2 separate regions of the Hordeum vulgare genome follow, and region 2 is linked to region 1. A link is a contact called in public HiChIP or PLAC-seq data. All regions are on one chromosome and are shown on one strand. Each heading gives the region's core, a stretch centred on a gene start, on an enhancer-like site or on the middle of the called end of the contact. The rest is flanking DNA. Distances are from core to core; before and after follow the strand shown.

The links. HiChIP or PLAC-seq counts read pairs in DNA pulled down with a chosen protein or histone mark.
Region 2: an H3K4me3 HiChIP or PLAC-seq map of embryo shows a contact between it and region 1, with 5 times the contacts expected there. The contact joins the promoter of LOC123426768 here to the promoter of LOC123430300 in region 1. A contact is called at or near these places in 2 of 6 Hi-C or Micro-C datasets (leaf and seedling) and 1 of 1 datasets of contacts at active chromatin or transcription factors (embryo).

Annotation. Positions count from the first base shown.
Region 1 is chr2H:482,560,434-482,567,475 of MorexV3_pseudomolecules_assembly, reverse strand. LOC123430300 (glutathione S-transferase TCHQD) reads left to right here and starts at 2,822. Exons shown (of 3, transcript XM_045114171.1): 1 at 2,822-3,033; 2 at 3,776-3,986; 3 at 4,087-4,974. The coding sequence starts at 3,778. The coding sequence ends at 4,675.
Region 2 is chr2H:483,146,249-483,153,290 of MorexV3_pseudomolecules_assembly, reverse strand. LOC123426768 (ultraviolet-B receptor UVR8-like) reads left to right here and starts at 3,720. Exons shown (of 11, transcript XM_045110649.1): 1 at 3,720-4,407; 2 at 4,593-4,926; 3 at 5,098-5,179; 4 at 5,644-5,799; 5 at 6,438-6,611; 6 at 6,896-6,967. The coding sequence starts at 4,317.

The DNA of each region.
Region 1 (7,042 bases), core at 1,573-4,072:
AATTACAATCCCCTAAAGATATCCGGTTTAGTAAGTGCAATCTAGTCTTTTTTCTGAAGACCTTTTATAGCTCAAAAATTCAGGAACAAGCTCCTTAAATACATACTTCCTGCTAAAAATATATGCATGCAAAATACACTCTCATCAACGCTTGTCCATCCGACCCGTGTCGTGGCCGTCGAAGTCATATTCAGCAACCCCATCCGCTAACAGCCCTGCGCCCCTCCCCTCGTCTTCTCTCCCGTGGCTATAGTGGTCAAAATCGCCGAAGGTCGTAGTAATTCATAAGTTGGGTCTACCCAACACCATTATTTTGATAAAAATGTGTTCTTATTATTATGGCATGTTACTTTAACAATGCTCATGATCAGAAAAGATACGATCATCTTCAATACATGAACTAGTCCTAGATGCATGACCAGGGGTCCATTTGGTGTTTATGTTTTCATACATGCGATGAGTTTTCCTCTATATCTCATACTTAAGAACCAACGCAAACTACTCCCTCCGTTCCTAAATATAAGTCTTTTAAGATATTTCACTAGTAGTCTACATACGGAGTAAAATGAGTGAATCTACACTCTAAAGTATGTCTATATACATCCGTATATAGTCCTTTAATGAAACTTCTTTAAAGACTTATATTTAGGAACGGAGGGAGTATAATACACAAATATAACTTTTAATTATGAATGAAAAATATAAGACGTTATAATATATTCATTATTGCCTTAGGGCATATTTCCAACACGACCGTGGACTATCGGATGGGGGGGGGGTCCTCCCGTTACTGTTCATCATTGCCATGGATGTGTTGGCGACCATCTTCACTAAGGTCGGGCAGCAGATGTGTTTGAGCCGCTTCACCGTTGGAGTCTCACCACCGGTTGTCACTTTTATATCGACGATGTTCTGCTTTCGATGAAGCCAACGCCCAGGAGGCCATCGCACAGAGGGATCTACTCCGTTCTTTTCTAGCGACGTTGCGTATGGTATGCAATTTCTCAAAAAGCTAAGTGTTGCCAACTCTTTGTATTGTTTTGGACTTGTAGGGCATCATGAGTGCCCTCTATTGCCTGATACAACCCTTCCCCGTTAAGTATTTGGATTGACACTTTCAATCAAGGCTCTATCTAGAGCAGAGCACCAATCGCTCGTCGACAACATTACCGTGCAACTCCTTGGTTGACTCGTATTTGTTTTTCCACTCCAAGCTCTTAGCCATGCCTATCTTCCACATGATGGCGCTTGATCTTCCGCCATAGTTCTTTAAGTGCATAGACAAGCTTATGCAAGGGTTCTTCTAGAGGAGCTTTGAGGACGCCTGAGGATGTTGTCTGGTGGCATGACATATTGTGTGTACGCCCAAGCCTCTATGCGGGCTTGCGGTGCTGAACCTTGGCTTGTTGAATCGGTCCCTTTACATCAGGTGGCGATGGCGGGAGAAAACTATTTTGGGAAAACCGTGGATAGGCATGCAGATTGCACTGAGTCCGAAGGAGCTTGCGCATGTGGGATGCATTGCTTGCTAGGGGATGGTAATCATATGAGGTTATGGACGAATCGGTGGATCAATGGTCATAGTATCACACAAATTTCTCCCCACCTGCTTAGCTTTGTGCGGTCGGTGATGCAAATAGTGTTGTGGCCTATTCTTTTCCCAGAGCGAGGTGGGTCGATGATATCAATGGAACGCCATCTGTGTCGACAATCATTGAGTTCCTCGAGTTTTGGTCTTGTTGCAGGATCGGAGCATTGATGACATGCCAAACCTCCTTCTCCAGGTGCCTCTCAGTCAACAATATGTATTCTTTGAGAGAGATTTACGCTGCATTCATCTTCAACTGTGAATTCGCCTATACTCTAGGTAGTTGTGGGATTCTTGGGCGCCTTTGGAGGTAGATATTTACATGTGGCTCATCGTCAAAACAACATCTAGACCGTGGATAGGTTGGTAGGACGTGCGCTCCAGCACCCTCCCTGCCACTTGCTTTGCCGCCATGTTTAGGAGATACCCAACACATGCTTTTGAGGTTTCCCTTTTCTCAAGAACTTTGGTATCATGCACTCTTGCCATATAAGCGACACGGTTTTATACCAAATGGATTGGAGGACCTTGTTGGCTGGTGGCCAATGGTATGCTCAATTGCACCCCGTCATCTTCATACGGAGATGAGCTCTATCGTCACCAAGAGACTGCGCTCCATGTGGATTGAGCGCAATAGCCGTGTGCTTGATCATGTCTAGTCGCACACAAGCCAAGTTGTGTCCTTTTTTTTGTAGAGCTTACGCTTTCAAAAGGCGACACACAAAGGCAACGACGGATCCAAAGGGGCAAGGGGGAGCCATGGCCCCCATGGTTGACTGTCTTTTTGCCAATACACACTTCAAATTTCCGAAAAAATGCATAAACACTCTTCAAACTAGTGTTTGCCCCCCCCCTTCCCCCCACCCCTCCGCCCTTCTTCATGGATCGTGACTTTGTCCCTGCACATAGGTGGGAATGCATCGCATATATCATAGCTTGACATGCGTGGGGGTGGAGCGTAGATATCGCGTATGACTATCCTTCACATGTGATGGTACTTGTTTTTTCTTCTCATTTTTAATGGAGAAGACATGCAATACTTTTGAAGTATAGTGTACATGATACTTCCTGCTTCCCACACAAGCAAGCATATACTTGCACAACTAGACACATGCATTGATTCGTGGGGCATCACACCCGGGTGCACGCAGCAGGGATCTCTGGAGATAATCAAACCCGAGTAACCGACCGACCAGAACACGGTGGCAAGAGCGCGTCGACTGGGCAGGCAAAGGAAAGGAGAGTGACAGAGGGACAAACAAAGTTGTGAGGACAGCCTGAAATACAGTTCACTTCAGGAGTTCCGGCGAGGACGAGAACCAACAACATCCCCACTTCCCCCCCAACCGTCTCCTCGCCGAGAAGGATCTTTCGCGAAGCCTCTCCGGTCTCCCATCCTCCGCCCCCCGCCGTCGCCCTCGCCTCCGCCCGCGACTCCTCGCCAGGTAAGGCCCTTCTCTCTGCTTCGCCGTTTGTTGGTTCTTTTTCTGCTGCCCCTTTCGGTTGGGCGTATGTGTGAGATCAGCCGCGGGCGCGGGCGCCGATTGACTTCTGAGTGGAACTCGCCGGACTGGGTGCATTAGATTTGGTTGTCTATTTTTGTGGTTGCGTACAAGTACTTTTGGGCTAAAGGCGAGATTCTGGACAAAGCCGCCTTTTCCCCCAATTTAAAAGCACTTGTAAGAGTGTGTTGATCCTGAATTCATGACCCCGGGAGATTAGAGGTCTATATTTCACACTGCAACGCGATTGGTTCCGGCTAACATCTAACTGAGGCAAACGCGATTGGTCCTTGTGCTTAGAATTTGTAGTGAGATGCAGATGTTATGATCAGTATATGTATTAGTAGTATCGTCTGATGAATAAATTATAACATTAAACATGTACAGATGAAATGATCAATCCGTTGTTTTTTGACTCTGAATATTGCGTGTCTTCAATTACTCTCATAGTTTTCGCCTTTTCCATATGCAACTATCTGAATATACGCACACTAACCACCCACCTTGCTTCCATCTATCCCCCGAGACTACTTCGTTTGAACCAACTGCCTATTTTCTCATAACAGTCTCTTACTCACACTGCAACTTAGTTTGAGCGAACTGTCCATCTCCCATCATAGTCCATTCACACTGCAAGACCGATCAGGGATACTAATCACATGTTTTTTTTTTGCTGCTAATGTAGCAATGCAGCTGTATCACCATCCGTATTCACTGGACAGTCAGAAGGTGCGGATAGCCCTGGAAGAGAAGGGTATTGACTACACATCATATCATGTCAATCCGCTAACGGGGAAAAACATGAATGTGGCCTTCTTCCGAATGAACCCTTCAGCGAAGCTCCCTGTCTTCCAAAATGGCGCTCATGTCATTTTCCGCGCCATCGATATCATCCAGTACGTTCTTTCATTCACCCTTGGAATGGCTCAAACTTAGACGCATTCGATACTGCTGATCAAACAGCAATATTCATTTATCTCCTCTATATTTTCATAGGTACATAGACAGACTCGCAGTGCACTTAAGTGGTGAAATACAGCCTGTGAATACCGAGGTTCTCCAATGGATGCAGAAAGTTGATGGTTGGAATCCTAAGATGTTCACACTAACTCACACCCCACTAAAGTACCGTTCATTTGTCTCCAAGTTCATTCGTCGAGTGCTGATTGCTCGAATGGCTGAAGCCCCAGATTTAGCTAGCATGTACCATGTCAAGCTCCGTGATGCATATGAGACCGAAGACAGACTGAAGGACCCTGAGACTATGCGGCAAAGTGAGGAGGAGCTGAGCAAACTCCTTGATGATGTTGAGGCCCAGCTCAACAAGACCAAATATCTCGCTGGCGATGAATTCTCACCAGCTGATTCGATGTTCATTCCCATTCTTGCACGAATAGCCCTTCTTGATCTGCATGAGGAATACATCAGTAGCCGGCCCAGGGTCCTGGAGTACCACACATTGGTCAAGCAGAGGCCAAGCTACAAGGTTGTAATTGGGAAGTACTTCAACGGGTGGAAGAAGTACCGTACTCTCTTTAGGACCTCGTTCTTCCTTTGTGTTCGAACCTTGTTCCGAAAATACTAGGTGGTTCAGCGTGTTGCATACCCGATACACGCTGAACCAATGTGTACAGTAAAGTTTAGGCTGAATATATGACCAGTATACCATCATGTGTTTTTCCTCCAAGGCCAGGCTGATGGTTCCTGAGAGTTTTGTTTTCTATACACCTGTCTGCTCCAATGTCGCTGTTTAGAGCCTACAGAATCTAGATGTTGAATTATTTGCAGAATAATAGGCCTATATACACAGTTTGGATTTTCTGATACGATGTGTCTCTGTTCATGGACAAATATTATTTCTATCATCTGTTTTAGCGCTCCTCATGTCTAAGGTATCTTATGTACCAGTTGTCACTGCAATCTTCTTTTCTATTTGATTATATGTTTTCCAAGTTTGTTAGAGAGACTAGTTTTTTCAATTTCATATTGTTTCTAGCTCATAGCTTCTAATTGCAAATTAAATTATGAATTAAAATTTGTTTACTCATATTTTTCTCATAAGTTAATTTTTCTGATGTCAGCGTGCGTGGGCTTGGCCCTGTGTTTTTTGATGTTGGAAGTGTGCTCAGCCCTTCTTGTTTCGGTTTTCTCCTGGGTTTTCTGTAATTAGCTGGGCAACAATCTTCTTCTTAATCAATAAAACGGGCAAAACTTTTGCCTCGTGTTAAAAAACAATATTTTTTTCATAGTTTAATTTTTTCATGTTCATATTTTTAAAAACTCAAATAGCAATGAACTATTTTCCTACTGTATGAGTGCAGAGCTTCCCAGATATGTAAGCAGAAGATCTCCATGCACATGCTTTACATGTACAGTACACAAGAATGGGCCCCATTATCATTGACTCTATAGTAATACTAGATGCACTAGGTGTCTTTATTACTTGACCCCCCTGTGGTTGTCGACATAGTGCACAGCACGTCTATTTATACACCATAGCTGAAACACTTCATCCAGCAATTCAAGCTTGTTGTCTGATACTTTTTTCTTTCAGATTTTGTAGGCTCCGAGAGTAAGCAGGGAAGAGGAAGAAAGAGAGAGCATAAGAGCGCTAGGAATGGGAACATGAAGGAAAGCTTAACTTTTTTGTTTCCACCTCTAGTGTTGGAGGTGCAAACATTTAGTTTTGTGCTTTCCTGATGTCTCCCATTCTTATGGTTCTTGAGCTTTCCCTCCTCTCCCCTTTCGCTTGCGCATTAGATTAATGCATAAACCTTAAATATGTGTGCACATATGTGTGCACATACTTAGATTATCTGAGATCTAGAAGGCTAGTCGAGAAAAGGAAGAAAAGAGAGCCTGAGAGCAGTAGGAATGGGAACATGGAGGAAAGCCTAACTTACTTTGTTTTCGCCTCTAGTGTTGGAGGTGAGAATTCAGTTTGGTATTTCCCGATGCCTCCTATTCCTATTGTTCTCAAGCACTCCTTCCTTTTCTTTTTGGCTTGCTTGGCTGCTTTAGCGTAGAAACAAAATATATGCACATATATTTGACGTGAGATCTCAAATGAGAACATAGAAGAAAGCCTATCTTACTAACTCTTACTAACTTATCTGTTTCTCCACCTCTTGTGTTGAGGTGGAGATATTTCCCAATGCTTCTCATTCCTATCGTCCTTATGCGCTCCTTCCTCTTCCTTTTTTGTTTGCTAAATCACTTCCGCAGAAAAACAGAACATATATGTGCATACATTCAAGTGATATGAAATGTCCACTATGAGACGGGAAGAGGAAGAAAAGAGGGCCTAAGAGCGGTGGGCATGGGACATGATGCAAGGCTAAAGAGCTCAGTTCCTCGTCTAACACTGTAAAGGCTAAAGAGCTCAGTTCCTGATGCCTCGCATGCCTATTGTTCTTTGGTGTTCCTTCCTCTTCCTCGTCTAACACCGTAAACTCTGTTTTTATACTAGTCTCCCCCCTTCCTTCTAGATCACACAACATAAAAAGGATTCATGGTATAATATGATTTCGTTCAAGTTAATAACCCTGCGTACCAGATTTGCTATTTTCTGTGTTTGTTTGTCTCTTTGGCATGCCTTAATCCATTCATAAGATAAGATAAGATGTCGGCTTAACAGGGCTACTGGCTTATATTTCATAATTTAGTAGTACTATAATTCATTTTTTAGATTCTACTCGCACCACGAAACACACCAAGACATTTCATTTACCTGTCAGGTATTATTTACACTAGGAAATCCTCTAGCACATATAACTGGATATTATTTGCATTTAAGTACGTAACGTGTCAAGAAACCAAACCTTTAGACACTTACTTCTGTATTAACTAATTTATCAAGTTTGTTTACAAGCTTTGTCCCAAATGCTCAAATAGCATTTCAAAATAGCATTAATGTTTAATGCCTATACATGTATGCAGATTTATGATGAAA
Region 2 (7,042 bases), core at 2,471-4,970, 580 kb before region 1:
TTATGCTTATGTCGTCACCGAACCTTAAGTGTGTAGACCTGGCGGGTTGGAGAACTATGCACACATGACCGAGACACTCTCCGGTCAATAACCAATAGCGGGGCCTTGATGCCCATATTGATTCCTACATGTTCTACGAAGATCTTCCATCGGTCGAACCTTAGTGTCAAGGATTCAATCAATCTCGCATGCTATTCCCTTTGTCCATCAGTATGTTACTTGCCCGAGATTCGATCGTCAGTATCTTCATACCTAGCTCAATCTCGTTACCGGCAAGTCTCTTTACTCGTTCCGTAATACAGAATCCCGTGACCAACTACTTAGTCACATTGCTTGCAAGCTCATTGCGATGTTGCATTACCAAGTGGGCCCAGAGATACCTCTCGGTCATACGGAGTGACAAATCCCAGTCTCGATTCACGCCAACCCAACAGACACCCTCGGAGATACCTATAGAGCACCTTCATATTCACCCAATTATGTTGTGACGTTTGATACACACAAGGCATTCCTCCGGTATCCGGGAGTTGCATGATCTTATGGTCATAGGAACAAATACTTGACATACATAAAACAGTAGCGGTAAACTGACACGATCATCAGCTACATTTATGGTTTGGGTCTTGTTCATCACATCATTCTCCTAATGATGTGATCCCGTTATCAAATGACAACTCATATCTATAGTCAGGAAACCTTGACCATCTTTGATCAACGAGCTAGTTCATTAGAGGCTTACTAGGGACAGTGCGTTGTCTATGTATCCACACATGTATTTGAGTTTCCAATCAATACAATTCTAGCATGGATAATAAATGATTATCTTGAACAAGGAAATATAATAATAACTATTTTATTATTGCCTCTAGTGCATATTTCCAACATAGAGTTATGTTGTGATGCCATGTTGTATCTACATATATCGTGCATATTGCGTGTATGTTTTGAAATGCATTGATATGTGTGGGGTTCGACACCTAGTTGTATGCCTATGGTAACCTTCCTTACAAGGAAATGCCTCTTTGTGCTTCCACTGAGCCTTGGTAGTTCCTACTACTCCACACACATACGATTAACTGGCATGTATCCTTCTTTACTCATGTGTTTGTTCTTATGGGGAAATGTCACGCGGTGCTTACTCGAGTCCTTGTAGCTCGTTACGACTCAGTTACACACGTTGATGGCTGACATGTGCATTGCTGGGATATGTATGTCTATCCCTGTACTGTTTGTGCCACTGGGGTCTATAACTAGTCATGTCGACCCATCTTCTCTGACATATGGATACTAGCGACATAATCGTATACGTGAGCCAAAAGGCGCAAATGGTTCCGACCTAGGTAAGGTGACAGTCGTTGTATACCGTACGTGAGGCCGCAAAACTATACGATGTGTGACATGCTAGATTTGTGTGCTTTAGGATCGGGATCTCAACAAGGGCCTAATAAACGACGTAGCACATGAGGAGGGAGGGGGGTGTATGCCGCTCACTAGCTTCGGAGTCGATGACGAGGACACGGAAGGGGGGCCATGATTCCAACTATGAGGATGTGGCAGAGGCCAAGAAGAAGGGGACATCCACCTCTTGTCGCCACACAGTGATGGTGTCGCCTCCGTCGTTTGCACAGATCTGAGTTGTCGCCGCTGTCGCTGTCAAGAACTGAGGATGAACTTGTCCTAGAGCATGAGATGAGCGAGTAAATAAGGTTGAAACTAGATTTCGTACCATTCCGCGCTAGCACATTTCAGCCTCCCGCCATCTCTGCATCCAATCCCCTTACACCGCTGCACACGTCGTTTCCTATTTTACGCTCGACTCAGCATATCTCGTCAGAAACGGTTGATTCTGTGTTCCTAGCAAACCATGCTCTGGGTTTCTCTACATTTTGTGCGCGCGTGTGAGTCACACTCTCTGTACGCAACCAAATTTTATTTTTCGCACCGATTGATCCTGTTTGGGTGTAACGTAGGCAACGAAACACCTCTAATGCGATATATCTTTACCTAATAATAAAGAGGCTATCGCTTCCGTCGGAATTTCCACCGAGACATTTTTACAAAAAAATCCATGTCGTTTGGCTGAATAAACCCGCAGTCCATTGTTTATAGTTGAAAAACGTTTCGTTTTTACAAAATCCCCCCTCCCCGCGGTCAACGTCTTCCTATCCTATCCAGAGACCACGCACGCCCACCGCTGGCATCTCAGCTCGGGCACGAGGAGGCGGGGTCGAGGAGGGGGCGCGCAGGCGCGAGGAGATGGGGGCGAGGATGTGCAGGAGGAGCCGAGGAGGCGAGGGAGCTCCCAGCCGGTCGTCGGCTTTGGCGAGGAGGCGACCAGCCGGCCGTCGGCTTCGGCGAGGAGGCGAGGGAGCTCGGGGAGCTCGGCTCAGCCTTGTCGCCGGTGACGTGAGGCCGAGGGGGCGGGGTCAAGTATGCGTAGGAGGACGTCGGTCGCCTGCTTCCGACGAGGACGCAAGGGAGCTCAGCCCTGTCACCGGTGACGCGAGGCCGAGGAGGTCACCCATCCGTGCAAGCACCGCAATCGGCCTGTCGTGCTCCTCATCCCCCAATCAGGCGGAGTCCTTGGAGTGGCACCATGACAGGAACCGCAACAGTCTCCTGCCCGAATCACTCCTCTCGCACACTCCACTTTGTGAGCTCCAAGCCAGAGACCGCGTAGGGGAGCGAGATCTAGGCTCGAAGCCCCGCGGCAAGGCGCCGTGGGAGGGTGGACTGCACACGACGACCACGCCGATCCGGAGCCTGAAGCCTGGGCGCAGATCCGCACGGCCACATAAAGCAGCTGCCGGCCACCGTTGCCACGCCTCCGCCACAAACCCAGCCGCCGGTCACCGTTGCCACGCCTCCGCCACAAACCCAGCCGCCACATGTGCAGGCCCGACCAATCTCATTAGCCATCCATCTAATTCCTTCAGCGATGTGGCAGAGAAGTCGCCCCCATGTGCACCCGCTTTCTTCTGGAGTGCACCATTTGGACAATCCAATTTCCAAGTGGACTAGAGCACCTCACGCTCCCGTGGGTGTGTGTGTGGCTGGAGCACGAAGAAGAGAAAGGAGAGCAGGGCCTGGAAGAATGGTGATGCGGATAAGGTCCATGCGGTGGGAGATAGCTTAGTGTGGAATGCTTTTTTAATTGGCTGCACCGACCAAAAGCTACTAGATGTTGTTATACGTGCTAGCACCGAGCATGTGTGCTTTTTAAGATAAGGAGTGTTGTAAACTCTTCTTGCACTAAAAAAATTATGCTTTTAAATATGTTCATGCTTTTATTAAAAAAATTCAAATTTTCTGAAAAAACGTTCTAACTTTTTTAAAAGACCATTTAAATTAATCACAATGTTTCAAAAATTCTATTTCAGAAAAACATGTGTTCCAAAAAATGTTATTTTCACAACATGTCTCAGTTCTAAAATTATTAATGATGGTTATTAAAACTATATATAATAAATGACGCATACTAACACATGAAATAGGTTTTATGATATTTTTTGCCCGTTGCAACGCACGGGTATTTGTACTAGTTTTTTAAAAAAGAAAAGAAAAAAAGGCAAACCTGGCACGCACGATACATACAACGTACCCGTACGGCGATGATCCAGACGCAACCGTATCCATCTGATTTGGAAGCCGAGAGAAAAAGGCAGGGGTTGGTGCGCAGCGAGTTTAAAATTCAGATAAGCCGGGGAAGGCGACGTCGCGCGCTCTCGTCTCTTCACTCGCCGGGGCCGAACGAGTGGTCCTCCTCCACCTCCACCTCCGCCTCCGTCTCCATTCCCCAAACCCCCAACCTCTCGCAGAGCAGACCCACCCGCTGCAGGCCTGGACCACCACCGGTCACGAGGCCACGCGTCAGCGAAACACCCGCCCGCTCTCCGGCCAAGAAGCAAAGGGAGGCGGTCGTCGTCCACCTTTGCCGCCCTTAATGACGCGCGGTAATCCATCTCGCCGAGCTTCTACTACTACAGTCACCGGAGCGCGCTGTGAAGCGTCACATGGGATGGGCTTGTACGTACGCTAGCTAGCACATTTATTACGGCAGTCGGCAGGTCGCCCATCCCATCCCATCCCGTCCCACCGCGGCCGCCGTCCCTTCTCGCCTTCGCCTCCGGGTCCCGGCCCGCTTTAAACCCGCCCCTGGCCTCCCTGGCTCCCTCCCTCCCTAGCCATCGCCATTCTTGGTGTCGCTTAGCATAATCATTACCGATAATTATTGGCGGCCTCCCAGATATTTTCATCCGCTCACTTGAGTTCACCCCTCTCGGGTGGCCGCGAGAGCCCAGATCGGCGATCGGCAGATGGACGCGGCCCTATCCGCCGTCGCCGACGAAGCGCCGCCCGCTGTCGTCCTCGTCTCCGCCGGTGCCAGCCACTCCGTCGCCCTCCTCGGTAAGTCGAACGGACCGTTTTCTTTCTTTCTTTCTTTCTTTCTTTCCGGGCATGGGGAGCATTTCGTCGAGCGTCGTCTCGGCGCGCACAGGGCGGGGATTCTTTCCAGGTCCAGGTGTTAGTGTGGATCGTGGTGCTGACGGGTCCGTGCCGTGGCGGCGGCGGCGGCGGCTTGTGCTTTGCAGCGGGCAATGTGCTGTGCACGTGGGGCAGGGGAGAGGACGGGCAGCTCGGCCACGGGGACGCGGAGGACCGGCTCGTGCCGACGGTGATCAGCGGCTTCGACGCGCCGGGGATCACGTCCGTCATCTGCGGGGCGGACCACACCACCGCCTACTCCGAGGACGAGCACCAGGTCTACAGCTGGGGGTGGGGGGATTTCGGGAGGCTCGGCCACGGCAACTCCACCGACGTCTTCACGCCCCAGCCGGTCAAGGCGCTGCAGGGGATCAAGATCAAGCAGCTAGCCTGTGGGGATAGCCACTGCCTGGCCGTCACCATGGCCGGTGAAGTGCTCAGGTAAGACGGCTAGCAACAGTATGTACCAGCCGCCTTTCAAAACATGGAAAAGATACTATGTGTTGCTGAGAGGACTTTTCGGCAATTGATAAGATACCTGCACTGCATTGCTCTTGCTGATCTTCGAGTGACTGTTACTTAGTCTGAACTTCTGATACATGCTTGTTTTAGTTGGGGGCGTAACCAAAATGGCCAGCTTGGTCTTGGAACTACTGAAGATTCGCTGCTCCCACAAACGATTCAAGCTTTTGAGGTGCAATATTCTTCTTATGTGCTATTTTTAGATAGCAGATGCAAATATATGGTACAAGAAAAATAATAATCTAGTGTCATCTTCTTTGATATTTGTCCATGACAACAATCTTTTGATCGCATTTTGTTACGGTAGGGATTCCCTACCGGGGAAGCATGTCATGTGAAAATCATTGTTATGGTTTGCAACACTCCTATACAGACCAACATGACATGTAGTGTAGGTGGGATCCTGTCAGGTTATTGGGATGGGCATTCCGTCATTTATACATAGGTACCACTCTGATATAGACATCAGTGAATAGCACCGCGTTAATGATTAAACAAATAACCTTTAAGTATACTTCTATCTTCTCAAAATTTATCAACAAATATAATAAAGCTTGTGTGAGAATGTACACATGCTGACCTTCTAATGAATATGATGTGCAAGGTTATTAAGAGCTAATGGTCCAAAATGTATAGGGTATTTCTGTGAAGATGATTGCTGCTGGTGCCGAACATACTGCTGCAGTAACTGAAGATGGCGATATCTATGGATGGGGCTGGGGTCGATATGGAAACTTGGGTCTTGGTGATCGGAATGACCGATTTGTTCCTGAAAAAGTATCTTCGGTGGAGGTAATGATCTAAATTGGCATGACTTGCTTAACATTTACACCCACAGATGCACTCCTACTAATGCCTTCATTACTTAATACATAAAAATGGAATAATCTATGGCTGCGTGCATCTCTCGATGCAGAGGCCGGGGCTTTGCCTCCTTTTCTAAAAAAAAATTCAATCTATATCTGTTTTGTTTTTTGGAGAACCATCTATATCTGTGTTCTGGAGTGGTATTATCAAGCACCCAACATATCCCTGTTAGTGTCATCATAGAACTAATTAATGATGAATATGAAGGACTAGTATTCAAAGATAAGGACTGGCTTCCTGTCTGGTGCAGTACTACCCATGTATTTTCATGCTTCATAGTTAAATAGCTAACACTGCAGAAGAATCTCTTGCCTAAATGGAAACATCTAGAATACATATTGTTCTCTGAGATGACTAGTAGAAGCTTATATATGCCCATCTAGCCATCCCTGTCCAGTCATCCATAGGTGATTTTATTCATTGAAATTACATGCAATGCTGTCTTCTACAGTTCCGACTATGGAAGGCGTTAGTTTTTTGTTTTTTGTCTCTTCTTCTTACTTGCCCTGTTTATTCTTATGCTTCCAGGTTTATCTTTATTCTTGTTACTTGCACTTTTGTAGGGAGACAAGATGGTGCTTGTTGCATGCGGATGGCGCCATACCATTACTGTTTCCTCCTCCGGTAGTTTGTACACTTACGGTTGGAGTAAATATGGTCAGCTTGGTCATGGCGATTTTGAAGATCATCTAGTTCCACATAAAGTAGAAGCCTTAAAGGATAGCTCTACATCCCAGGTACTAGCTAATACCAACTACATTCTGTGTGATGCAATCTGTATGATTACATCTTCATGCAAGCTCATAGGGCTATCTAGAGGCAGTGTGGTGTTACTTTTGTAGTCCTCCAAGCAACTCAGAACCTATCATATGCTATTCAGCCTGCAGAATTCCTCGGGCCAGACTAAAGTCTTGGAGCTATCAAGTTTTCTTTTGTTACATACTACATATGTGCTGATTGATTGGTGATTGAGGTCTGTGAAGAAGGTTAATAATATATACATATGCTCTATCTGATTTAGATTTCAGGTGGATGGAGGCACACAATGGCACTTACATCAGATGGAAAACTTTATGGATGGGGATGGAACAAGGTCATCATCAATGTCCATCTACTTTTCTTTATCCGTCGTATGGTTGGTATCTGTGTAAAACTACACAAGGAAGTC